Regions from separate parts of the Mus musculus genome. Here region 1 is linked to region 2. A link is a contact called in public HiChIP or PLAC-seq data. All regions are on one chromosome and are shown on one strand. Each heading gives the region's core, a stretch centred on a gene start, on an enhancer-like site or on the middle of the called end of the contact. The rest is flanking DNA. Distances are from core to core; before and after follow the strand shown.

What was found. HiChIP or PLAC-seq counts read pairs in DNA pulled down with a chosen protein or histone mark.
Region 1: an H3K27ac HiChIP or PLAC-seq map of neural progenitor cells shows a contact between it and region 2, with 6 times the contacts expected there. The contact joins the promoter of Fam184a here to the enhancer-like site in region 2. A contact is called at or near these places in 4 of 39 promoter capture datasets (the 3T3-L1 cell line, embryonic stem cells, hippocampal neurons and 1 more), 2 of 484 Hi-C or Micro-C datasets (both in nephron progenitors), 2 of 115 datasets of contacts at active chromatin or transcription factors (astrocytes and neural progenitor cells) and 3 of 9 other capture datasets (adipose tissue, liver and pancreatic islet).

What each region holds. Positions count from the first base shown.
Region 1 is chr10:53,746,263-53,752,666 of GRCm38.p6, forward strand. It overlaps Fam184a (family with sequence similarity 184, member A), which reads right to left and starts at 4,647. Exons shown (of 18, transcript NM_001081428.1): 1 at 4,451-4,647. The coding sequence starts at 4,618.
Region 2 is chr10:53,675,799-53,682,649 of GRCm38.p6, forward strand. It overlaps Fam184a (family with sequence similarity 184, member A), which reads right to left. Exons shown (of 18, transcript NM_001081428.1): 7 at 1,933-2,094. Among named protein-coding and RNA genes, the nearest start is that of Mcm9, 49 kb to the left of the region's middle. Within about 2 kb of position 4,128, at least 13 of the 459 cell types and tissues checked have an H3K27ac peak or open chromatin away from gene starts, as enhancers often do. A contact at or near this core is called in astrocytes and neural progenitor cells, where this site is marked.

The DNA.
Region 1 (6,404 bases), core at 3,397-5,896, 71 kb after region 2:
GAAGAGACCATAACAAACTCAAGATAAAGGTAGCGCCAGCCCCAGGAGGCTGAGGAGTAACTAGCAACCAGTCAGAACTTCGATGCCTTGTTTATTACCAGGGAAGGTAGAGTGCTCAACTCAGGCAACTGAGGCCGGGAGGTGGGGACCCACAGGTGAGGACTGAGCTGTAACTGCCCGTCAAACCTATGAAAGCACTGCGTTAGACTCCAGGGAACTTCTTAGCTGCTCCCTCCGCTCTGTGTCCTTCCTTGTATCACTTCACAAGGGTCGGAAAGCGGGGCTGCTGAGACAATGAAAGGAGAGCAGAAACCAGGCCAGAAGCCCAAAAGCCCATGAAATCCCTTCCCCGGTTGCCTCCCTTCCCCACCGCAAGAGGCAGGGCCTCTTCAGAGGGTCGGCTGAGTACAGGAAGCTTTGCCTGCACATCTGCCCAGGAGATTGTCTGGTTTGCACTGGACATATTGATAAATCCGAGACTTCGATTACCTATTACCTTGAGAATAATCTATATTGTCTAAGGATAACTAGAAAAATCAAGTCCATTCATAGCAGAAAAATGTTCCAGTCCTAAGAAGGAAATTTAAAGGGAGGGAAGGTTGGAGGGGGTGGGCGATGTTAAAATGTTGTTTCACAAGGCTGCTTCATGGTTGCATCTCCAAGCTCTGCTTTTTACATAAGACTCTAAGCAGTCAACAGAGGGGCAAGTACAGAATTGGAGCCTTACAAATTAGAATAGAATCCATTCGGCCTCTTCCTTGCCTTGAAATTAGCCACTAACGATTTTAGAAACATGCCACAACACAGGAATCAACTACCAATTCAGCACTCATTTGCAACTCTTGACATAAACGACCTAAATACTCCTGACTTACAAGCAGAGATTGTTCTGCCCACCCCCCTCCCCACCAACACCCTGTGTATAAAAAGGGCACTAGGAACTGCTATTCTCCATGAAAAGGCTGCTCTCCTGGGTTCTTGGGAACAGAATCTGAGTAAATATCACGCACTGAGTATTTTCATTAGTTACAGATATGCTGAACTGAGGGTTATGGCTCAGGGGCAGAGTGCTTGCTTAGCATTCACAAGGCTCTGGGCGTGATCCCAGACACCAAAGGGAAAGAGGAATCAAATAAGCCTCACCAAGTACATTCTACAGTAATGAGCATCCCTCTCTACCTTATCAGAGATAGTCAAGTCTCTAAAACATGCCTTGCAAAACCATACCGCAAATCAGGATATGAAATCTTGAAACTGCTATTCAATAGATATTTTAATAGAGCAGAGTGGGAAACACTCAAAATAAATGCAGTATGGATGGGGTTATAAGCCCAGAACTCAGGAGTCACTGTTACTCTGAGGCTAATCTGAGTTTCGTAGTGAGATCCTGTCCTTAAAAAAAATATTAAGTTAAAACAAAATACTTTAAACTTTTTAAAGTATCTAACCCATTTTTCCTTAATACTTTAAGAAATATATAATAAGTATTTCCAGTGACACTTGTAATTAAGAGATGCCACATGCCATTACAACTCCCTATGAATCCTACTGTTATTCCTATTGTTACACGTAGGAGAGTAAGGCTCAGGGTTAATGACTTGCTCCAGGTCAACAACTTTCCAACTCACGACAGTGTGTGAAATCAGCCGTGCATGCTCTTAATCATGCAGTTTCTCAAATGCTGAAGAGTCCATTTGATTCTTTGGTTGTTGTTGGAGTTGTTGGTTGTTATTGCTGTTGGTGGTGGTGGTGTGTGTGTTGTGTGTACACTCACACACGTGTATATGTATAGAGGCCAGAGATGATACCAGGTGTCTTCCTCAATCACCCTCCATCTTACTCTCCCTCAACCTGGAGTTTGCTGCCTTAGTTAAACTAGCTGTCTAGCAAGCCACAGGGATCCCTGTGTTTCCTGCTCCCCAAGCTCTGGGATTCAAAATGTATGCTACAGCCCCCAGATTTTTTTTTTAATGTGGGTTCTCGGGATCAAACACGGGTCCTTAAGTTTTCATGGGCAAGCACTTTATCAACAGCGCTCTTCTTTAACCCCAAATTCCTACTCCACTGGTTATTTCAAAATAACAATAAGTTATTTTGAAACAAAAGCCAAAAGTCAAGTTCCAACCATAGTTCTATTTAAAGTTGCCTCCTACCGATATGAACTCTTTAGTAAACTCTTTACGAAAATCTCAGGCAGCAGCTACAATGGAACATCTACCTTCTACCGATATAAACTCATTAGTAAACTCTTTATGAAAATCTCAGGCAGCAGATACAATGGAACATCTACCTTCTGACAATCCTTTTATATGGACATTCATGATGTAAGGTTTATGGCATACTATTTACAAATAAGCATATGCAACGACAGAGTTTGACAATTTCTAAGGTGATAAATAAGGGAAGCAGCTTTTTAAGGTTTGTGAGACAGACTGAAATGGATCTGTTATTAGACTGCTTCATTGCCAGGTTGTATCTTACGAAATATAAAGGCCAGTGGTAGGGGCGGGGTAAGCCTTAGGCATTTCAGTAAAACTCACGGCAATCATCCCTCACCAACATGACTCCTAACTATCCCTCCCAGGGAACACTTGGTGATGTCTGTAGAGTTGTCCATTGTCACTTCTAAGTGCAGGGCAGAGGCATGTGCAACTTGCACCCACAGTTGGCAAGGATGCTATTAAGTAGCTCTGTGCCACACAGGACAGCCCTCTAATAGGAAACTAACCAATCTAAAATGTCAACTGTGTTACACCAAAAGTCTACTACCAGGAATTAAATGTCTGCAGCCCTTCCAAGCCAACAGGGGGGTTAGATACAGTAACTACAAACAGGAAATCAGAGTGTGGGCAACCCTCAGCAGTAACAGAAGCCCTGAGCCAGCAGCACCTGGCTCATTATATTTGAGAGAAAGATACTATCATCCTCTTAATATCCCACCTGAGCCAGCCGGGCTGAATTGCTTTTACTGAAGGGGGAAAAAAAAAAAGGACAGGAAATTGAATGTGTGAATAGAAAGGGGTAAAGTTTACTGAAGAAAACCAGCTTTTATTAAATACAGAGGCCCATGTCTAACCTACGGAGTGTTAGTCACAGGAGTCTCAGGGAGTTACAATCTAAAATAAGAACACAGATGTGGACATGGTGCAAGAAAAACCCAGAAGAAATAACAACCCATGAGCCTCGCTGTGGCTACCTGCATTCTGAAGATGAAACACCACCTGGGAGTCTGGACTTTCAGCCTCATCCATGTAAATGCTCTGATAACATGTGGCTACCACAGTTTACATCCCTTCCATTCTGGGTTTCAGGACCCTTCACAAAAGCAAACGGTACCAACTGAACGTGCAGCATCTCTTAGGATGGTGCTTAGAACAAAGACAGACAATCCAAAAAGGAAGAAAACTAACTCCACAAATTGTCGTGTTGCTCAGCATGGGGTGAGTCTTGATCACGTGGTTTTTGTTGTTTTCATCATGTGTCTCTATGCATCCCTTCACTCATTCCCGTTATCTTTGAATCCTCGATCGATCACATCCTCCTCCCCCGTCTCTTCACTCCCTTTTCACAAGTGTGCCCCCCTCCTCTCTTTAAACTCCAGGGAAACTGTATGATGGAGTTGAGCCAGATCTCAAGAGATTATCGAGCAGTGACCCTCAAGCCCACCTTCCTCTTCAACACTGCAACAGTCCTAGGGAACCTGGTCCCCATGTGTGACTTCCAGAAACCCTAGATCAGTCCCACACAGGGTGAGCCTGCTGGGTAAGAGCTACACAGAACCAACCCTTATGATCAGTATTCAGTATTTTACTAAATTCGAAAAAGGACTCATTAACGGGCATACACCACCCTGAACTATGCTTGGAAAACTGTGCAGGTGATGTGCAGGTCTTCTGATAAGATGGGGCATTTACTAAATGCAAACGCGGTGTGATTCATCTAATAAACCTTATTTGACATCTTGTGAGGGTAAGTAAGGAATGACTCATTAAATCCCTTAAAATGGCACGCAAGGTATGTTTTACCCTCCTACAGTCCTCGGAATAACCTCGGGAAGTTTATCCTCTCATTAACTGTGTAACCAGTAGCCTGACACCGATTAACTCCGAGGATCCCGGGTCATATTAGGTAAACCGGTACAGTACTTCACCGAGTACTGTAGCGCGGTGCTTCGTGCAGCCCTTGGCAGAGGCACCTGAGCAACAGGAAAAGTCCATTACTCCTGTGGAACCCAGAAAGTAAGCCCTCATGTGCTCTGTGCAGGTTTACCCCTAGTCGGTTGGTTATGGAGTGCAAGCCCTGGAAATCCCGCGGTGCAGTGTGCGGTGTGCGGTGTAGCTCAAGTTAGGTGGCTAGCGTTCCACCCAAGTTTGGAGGGACCAGGAGGCAACTCTGGCTGTTGCTTCTCTTAGGAGCCCCCTCCTGAACCCCGAGCCCCAGCACCCCATACCTTGGTGAGCTGGGCGATCTTCTTGCTCATTTTCAGGTGCATGTCCTGGCTGTAGTCCATGTTGTGCCCTGCCAGCTGAGCGGCAGCTGGGGAGGTCGCGAATTTGGCCGGCCCGGACGTGGAGCTACCGTAATAGTGATGTTGCCAGCTCATGCCCGGGGTCGCCATCTTCCCGGCAGACCCCAGCCGGGGCACCTGTCCCTGCGCGCGGGGCGAGGCCGGCGCGGCGACGACACGGGACAGGCGACAGCCCGGGCGACCGCTTGCCGACCCGCCGGCCCGTGCCCTCCAGTCCCGCAGCCAGCAGCCCCCTGCCCGCCCGCAACAGCCGCGTCCCCCTGCCTCGGCTTGGCGACGTCGCGGCTAGCGTCCCGCAAGAAGCGGCCACCGGGCCCCGAGACTCCGCGGCCGCCGGGGCTGCGGAGGGAGGCGGAGACGGGGCGGGCTGCAGCGGCGGGAGGCGGGTCCGGGGACGCGGGAGCCGCCGAGCGCCGTTACCAGGACGCGCGGCTCGGGGGCTCAGCGAGCGCGCGAGGGTGGCCACGTCATTTCCCCGCAGCCAAGCTCCGCCCCGCAGCTCCCCGCCCCGCAGTCCTCCAGTTTGCAGCTTCTCAGCCCGCAGCCAAGCTCCGCCCCGCATCCTTCCAACCCGCAACCTCCAACCTGCAGCTCCTCAACCCGCAGCCAAACTCTCATCCTCAACCCTCCAGCCCATAGCTCCGCGTCCCTGCAACCGGCAAATCTGCGACCCCGCAATCTGCAGCCCTGAACCCCTCGGCCCTCCAGCCGCCAGCACTTGTCCTCCACACTCCCATAGCTACACAGCGATTGAGCCCCACACTAGGCGCCCTGCCTCACGGAGGCCTCTCACAGTCGCACAAGGCCTTACAACCTTGCAGCCTGAGAGTTCCCACTGCATCCAGCAGCACTGTCTCACTTTTCACCGCGCAGACCCACAGCTGCCAGCTCCTTAACACACCCATTTCCCACAGTCTGCACCCTTTGGCTATTACCCTGTGCCTGAGTGTGCAATCTAGTTTTTAAAAGAATCGTCCAAAGAAGATAAAAAATTGATGGTGACCTTCGTTTAGCAACAAGCAGCGGGAAGCTCGACAGAGCCTCTCTGCATGTACTTTTTGTGTGCAGGCCCAGCCACAGCCGACATAGGATCTTAAGGCCAAGCATCTCTACACTAGAGAAGTGGTGGTGAAATAGAGGGAGATCCGATCCGTAATCCTACACGTGATTGGTCTTCCCAAACTCATCCAAACTCAAGCATTTCAGGGTCATACTGACCTAATGTGTGCCAGGCTAGAATGAAGCGATGCCAAGGGCCTATGTTTGGAGGACCATACCTCTACAATCAGCTGCACCCAATTCTCGGTGGGATGAAGCCTGGAATAATTAAATATGAAAATGTAATTGGCTAGATATTAGAATAGGACTGGGATATAGAGGGAAGAACCCAACAGGGAAACAAGATATCTGCCCTTAAATATTGGGGCTGTATCAAGATTTGGCATTATGCGTACTTTTTCCACCTTGCTAAATATATTACTTTATACTGATCTTTTTCTTAGCACCTCTGCCTTTCTAGGTAAAACGACTTAAAAACAACAAATAAAAACTTGTATCCTGTGTTGAGGTGGGGTCCTTTTAGGTGATGGTAATACAAACTCTGTAGGATTATACTTATATTTCAAAAAATACATTCTCCATACGGTTTTGCACAACTGAGCTCCTCCACTTCATGTGTTTCCTCTTTAACATGCAAGGAGCCATCACATGAAATTGAATGTGCTAGCAAATTGAATGGGGGCAGGGGGGGGGAATGAACTAACAAAGTATCTGAATGTGGCAAAAACTAAACAAGATGCAGATTGACTAGGATTCTAAAACATTTCCAGATCTGTTAAAATTCCAGAAGGAAAGATCAAACAAGATAACGTCTTCT
Region 2 (6,851 bases), core at 2,878-5,377:
TGGGCTAGCCTTTAGTCACTATGATGGGTTTTTTGGGGACAGCACAGGGTAAAGCAGTTTTAAAGGTTATTTTTCATATTGAAACCCCCACAGGACATTGTTGACTTGGCTAACTAATTACCAAGCTGAACTCAGGCACATGTTCTTGCTCAACACTCAGCCTTTAGGAACCATCTTTCCACAACAGCTAGCACCAAACATTAATTTAACTATACTTAAAGCATTTCCTATTTAAGGAAATTCTGCATTAAGATTTATTTTTAATTATGTCTATGTGTGCATATCTATGTGTTGGCATGTGCATGTGAATGCAGATGGCCTCAGAGGACAGACGTATCAGATGTCCCTGAGGCTGGAATTACAGGATGAAACACAGTAAAGTTAGGAATAGGGTGTATACCAAGCTGAGGTACCATATAGACATAATATATGCATGCATACATGCATGTAGGCAGGCAGGCAGGCACACACGTACACACGCATGCATGCCACATGTAACTTTCAACAAAATAGATTCACCAATTTAAAATACCTTTCTCCCTCATTTTACTTTTGCTAATGTAAAACAACACCTCTCAATATGATTTAGTCATTCTATTCAGCCGTATGTGGAAAGCTGCTACCACTAAAGGTTATAGACAATGTATGGCATCATATACATCAACTATATTGTATATTACTATAGTGTATTGTATATTGTATGCAAAGTTATTGTCATATTAGCATTGTTTATCATATAGCCACTAGAGAAAAGTAAACAGAAGCCATCTATTTTGTCACAGATTTCAAAAGTAAAATGCTATTGGTATTCAAAATATACTCAACTATTGCCTAGGTAAACCACGGATAGAATTATATATACACAATAGAGGAAGTGCAGCAAATACACACACACACACACACACACACACACACACACACACACACACACCTGAAGTGTCACCAATACTAAGATAAAAACTAATACTATTACCCAAACCAACGGCAGCTGAGTGATTACACTTTGCTGAGCACCAGAGTATACACAGATCATCCCTTTTAATTATTATAACCATGATATGAAAAGTATTATTACCCTGCTCTCTGCCCTACTGAAGTGTCAGGAAGGAAATGCAGCTCTGTCCAAGTGACATGGTAAGTGGTGGCTGCAGAATCCTCACAGAACCATCCCGCCTGACTGAAGCCCACACTCCAGATCACCCCTGAGGGAGGACATGAAGATCCCTCGTCTATTGTTTGCCCAGTTTTACAGGTTCTGAAACTCTGCTTTACTTCCTGAGAGTGGGAGGGGAAGGTGGAGCTTCCTGAGACCTGTAGATCACACAGAAGCTCTTGTTTGCTATATATGAAAGCTGCAGCTTTGACCAGGGAAAAACGCGCACATACTAATTATCCTGGATTGAACGGTGTCTGTAAAAAGCATTCCTGAAGTCTCAGCCCTTACACTGAGCGTGGCTCAGGATGCAACCTTATTTGGAGACAGTGCTCACACAGTTTTTTATGAGTTTCTGCAGTTTAATTGAAGTGAGGCTATATCGGAGCAAATGACTCCTTAATCCAGTATGACTAGCACACTTCTGAGATGATGATACGGAGACAGGTAGAGATGAAAATGCTGTGATTAAAAGCAAATCAATATCTGGGGCTGCAAAAAGCTGCAAAAACAAACAAACAAAAAATCCAAAAAAAAAAAAACCAGTTTCCTCTTAGCGACATGAGAGGATGTCCTTGTCAGCACCTTCATCTTCGACACCTAACCAAGAGATGACCCATTTCAGTTGTATTCAAATTATTTGGATTACTTTTCAGTGGGAGTCCTAGGAACTAATACACTAAGTATATACAATGATGCCCACAGATGCTTCAAAGTCAAGTGGCCCAATTGTATTTTTACATTTAGACATTTAGATTACAGCAGAATCATGCAATTACCTCAACATTTAATAGGGCATCCTTGGTCTCCTTCAGCCTGCCTTTTGTCAGGTCCAGCTCACTCTGAAGCCTTTCCTGGGAATCCTGAAGACTAGAAATGAGTCCTTCGGCAGAGCCGAGACCTTGTTCACTCTTCCTTACGAGATCCTGGAGGCGGCCAATCTACGAGTGAACAGTGTTTTATTAACGTGCAGTACACAGCAGAACAGTGCCATCCCCACAGCTCCTGAGATGGTTTCCATATTCCTGGCTTTACTGCATGGATCCCTTCTTCACGACTCTGGAAGAAGCACTCGGCCAGCATACTCTTTACCATCGGTCATTTCTTTTAGACTTCCGTGTCTACGGTTTCCACTTTTCAGGATCATAATGCAAGGACATGGATACACCTTCCCTCAGGCTCTTGGCTTAAAGAAAATTCCTAGTTATATCAGATAATAAAATGCCAATGAAAGGGAACTGAAGCGAGATGAAGATTACATTAAAGATAAAAATACAAACTGTTTTAAAGCTTTTTTAAAAAAATCAAACCATTAATATATCATGAATCGAGTCCTTGTGCTATTTAGAAAGGCAATACATTTAGGTCAATGTTGGCAATCTCTTACATATATCTTCGAGACTCAGGTTTTATTTGTATTTCCATATAAAAGTTGCCTCAGGGGGGCGGGGGAAACCTTTGAGCTGAAACTTGGAACGAATGGACAATCTGTTGACTGGGTTGACAGAGACCCTCTAATTATAAGAGCTAAAAATCTAAAATTTTAAAGATCTTTAAAATCTAAGAAAATGCTATGAAGTCAACACTCATTTGAAAAGAAATGGACAAGCCTTCCTTTAAAATGCATGAACGTTTCCCTTGCAAGGATTTTCTTACAAATCCAGATTCCACAAAACAAGCCATGCAACCTGTTCATCAGCACCCTCTTTTCTCCCTCTTCTTTCAATGTAGGTGTCTCTGTGTGTGCATGCTAAATGAGTCGGGGGGGGGGGACGACAATGAAATCTATTAGTGTCTCTAAATGCTCATAAACTTAGTAAAATGATCAAAAGATGCCCCCTGTCTTAGTCAGGGTTTCTATTCCTGCACAAACATCATGACCAAGAAGCAAGTTGGGGAGGAAAGGGTTTATTCAGCTTACACTTCCACATTGCTGTTCATCACTAAAGGAAGTCAGGACTGGAACTCAAGCAGGTCAGGGAGCAGGAGCCGATGCAGAGGCCATGGAGGGATGTTCTTTACTAGCTTGCCTCCCCTGGCTTGCTCAGCCTGCTTTCTTATAGAACCCAAGACTACCAGCCCAGAGATGGTTCCACCCACAATGGGCCTTTCCCCCTTGATCACTAATTGAGAAAATGCCTTACAGCTGGATCTCATGGACTCATGAGATCTCAACTGAAGCTCCTTTCTCTGTGATAACCCCAGCTTGTGTCAAGTTGACACAAAACTAGCCAGGACACCCCCCTTCTGTGCTCTAACAGATATTCATAGCAAAAAAATCTGAACCTTTGGTAAAATTTCATCCGTTCCATTCTCTGAACCTAAGACCTATCTAGACACATGGTGGACTGTTCTCTTTCACGGCTATGACTGGTTGTTGTGGATGACCCTGGTGCTGTTGTAGTTTGATGTTAATTCTGCTTTCCCAGGAGGGGTTGTCTGGAACAAGGAATGAGTCACATATTCAGGTGACTCCCTGTAAACCATCCCCTAATGAATAAAGGAATTAATCACTGGGCAAGTAGGCGGGACTTCTGGGTTGGATGGAGGAAGAGAGGAAGCGGGAGAGAGTTAGGTCCTTTGGAAGTTGTATTAAGGAAATAATGAATCTAATTAAAAGGGTAATAAATATTTCCTCTTTTTATTTTTTGCTAAAAAGCAAAATGTTTTAATTCATGCATAGTTAAGTACAAAGTACAAAAATCAAGTAAGCAACAAAAATGGCTGATTGTTTTTTATGAGTCTAATTAATACAAATGAATTATATTTGAAAGCAACTATTGTCTGCCACCGTCAAAAATCTCTCTTGGGTACATGGGAGATCTACTCTCCTTCCCTATTGATGTCCCATGGTCTCAGCAGGAATTCAGCCCTACTCCAGATTACAGCTTGCTCAGAGTATAACCCAATACAACTGCTTCATTCTGTAGCCCTGGGAATGTTTTAAGAACAGCCATGGGGATAAACACATCATTGATAGAGCTCTTAGATGTTTTAGAAGAAAACGGGTCTCCTAGTAACACACTTTTGTCAGCTGTACCGGGCCCAAAGGAATGCATGACTGACGAATAAAGTCAACACAAATAAGGCAAATCCAAGAGGACAAGGAAACCCAGTTCCAGTGTCACCAGTTTCAGTTCTGGATCCAATCTGTTTGAAGCTCACATTATACAGGGACATTTTAATCACTTGAGTGAGTGTAAGTCCTTTGTCCTGATGATTTACATTCTAATGTCTGCTCTTTGCAATACAGAGAGAATACCCTAGATTCTTCTTGTTATTATGACTCCTGAGAGGATACAGAAGGTAGGCATCTCCTACCTAGACTCTCCATCTATTCATGGGCATTGTTCTTCAACCCTTTCTCCGTGGAAGCACAGAGACTAGTGTGGACATGAGCGTGAACCTTGACCCTAAAGTAAGCATTCTCAGGCTTGTGCTTAGAGTCAGCCTTACACTTCACAATTATTCAAAATATTTCACAGGGCCTCTGTTCTATGAGAGCTGCCTAACTCTCTAGCTAACTCAGCAATCTTCCTTCATTTGTCTTTGTCTTTGTTGCAAAGGTAAAGTACTGTGGTTACAATGATTAAACTGAGCTCCAAATACTACCACTTGGACTGAAATTTTGATTTTTACCCACTTTGTATGTGGCATGGACAAGTTCTCTCTGAAGTGACTTAATGATTAGAATCTCCTACCCTGGCCTGTATTACAGATAGAGAAGAATACAAATCAATGCTTGGGAGACTGAAAGTGATACTGTACCTATAGTTGCTGATGCACCACATCTATACTGATACTCCAATAGTATCTACAAAGGTCCCATGCATTGGGGCCTTTGTATAATATTTCCTCAATTTATCATCCTGTCCAGGCTCTGTCAATAATGCATCTTTCTTTTACAGAATGCATTGAGCTGGACATATAAATATCTCATTTTGTAAAACTCCTCATCATAGCAGGGACCATGTTAGTTGTGACTGCAATCACAGTGCCTCAGAGCTCTTTGTACCTAACCAACCATTCAATGTTTATGAAAGAAACGAATAAGTCAATTACTAAAATACACCACACATTCTTACTAACTAAGGGATAAAATCTCTTTAACATCTGAGTATGTAAGCATTTACTCTGTAAAAGGAACCCCAGTCCCTCTGCTTTGCTTGACCTTGTACTATGACCAGGCCACTAGTAGGCCACACGGTGTCTCCACGATGAAGCATGCAATGCCCACAGGTGTGCAAACAGCTCGAGAGAACAGAGAGACACAGATGACACAAGTGTCTAGGTGAATTAGAAAACGACTTCTTTTCTTTTGGGAATAGAGTTCTGTGGAGATTAAAGCTACTTCTGAATTTCCCCTATAAACAGTGCTGACATTTTCTCAATAATCCTTCACTATTTGCTTACAGTGATAAACAGAAAACTGAAGCTGCTGGCCCAGGGTATGTCCAGCCCAGGCTCCCACAGAGCCTGCTAAATCCCTTCCCAGGAAAACTACATGGTTCCATGTTGCCCTTGGCTTCTTCTGCATTATCTCTCTACACATTCAGTAGCACTGCACAGCCTCAATTGTAATCACAGTGACTTTCATGGTCATGAATGCTATGTTGCTCATTCCTACCTCTTGAATTTAGTGAAGTTAAAATTACTTTTCTTGTTTGTCTTAAGTTTATAAAAACAAAATAATGCTGGGCGTGGTGGCACACACCTTTAATTCTAGCACTTGGGAGGCAGAGGCAGGTGAATTTCTGAGTTGGAGGCCAGCCTGGTCTACAGAGTGAGTTCCAGGACAGCCAGGGCTACACAGAGAAACCCTGACTCAAAAAACCAAAACATAAATAAATAAAAATAATAAAAAACAAAATAGTGGTGCCTGTTCTACTTACTGTTTTGCAAATCCTCTCAAGGAAGTGAAGACAGGAATCAGTGCAGTTTACCAACCACTTACACCGCCTTCCTCTCTCTTTCTCTTTTGTGTATGGAAATGAAAGGACAACATAAACCCCATTTATCTACATTTAAGGACCAGGCCTGATTTCAAACAAGGCCATAAGGCACCAGCTTCAGGAACAGACCATAAGTCCCAGAAACTAAGTCATAAGACACCAGCTCTAGGAACAGACCATAAAATTCAGAATAAGATCATAACCCCCTCCCAAAGAACTGCCTGGAGATATAACCATAAAAATGGGGAAATATCTCAAAATTGGCCATCTGCACTGAGCAGCCCTATTTCATCACATGGCTGACTGTTCATGACATAGGAATGCAGACCACTGACCACCTGTGAGCCCCTAGCAATATGACCCACCAATGAAATTTTAGATTACCTAACCCTTCTAGAGAGTTCTACAGTTCCCTATAAGAAGGCCTGTGTGCCTTTGTCTGGGTTTGCTATTCCAAAGGATGGTTGACCCTGCATGCTGGTTGTTTCTGCAGAATAAATGCTCTTTATTTTTGCATACCGTCTGAGTCTGGGGTCTTACTTCATTGATTTCCAGACCCTTACAGAATGTTTTCTTCTGCAACCAGAAGGGTTTAGCTTTCACTGAAAGACCAAACAGGTCCTGCTGTGGCTCCTATAAACATGCCCTAATGCTCAGGCCACAGGCATGTGTTATTATGTGTTCCTATGACTTAGAGCGTTGAGACTGAGTTCTTGAACTGCAATGCATGCTCTTCAGAGTCACTG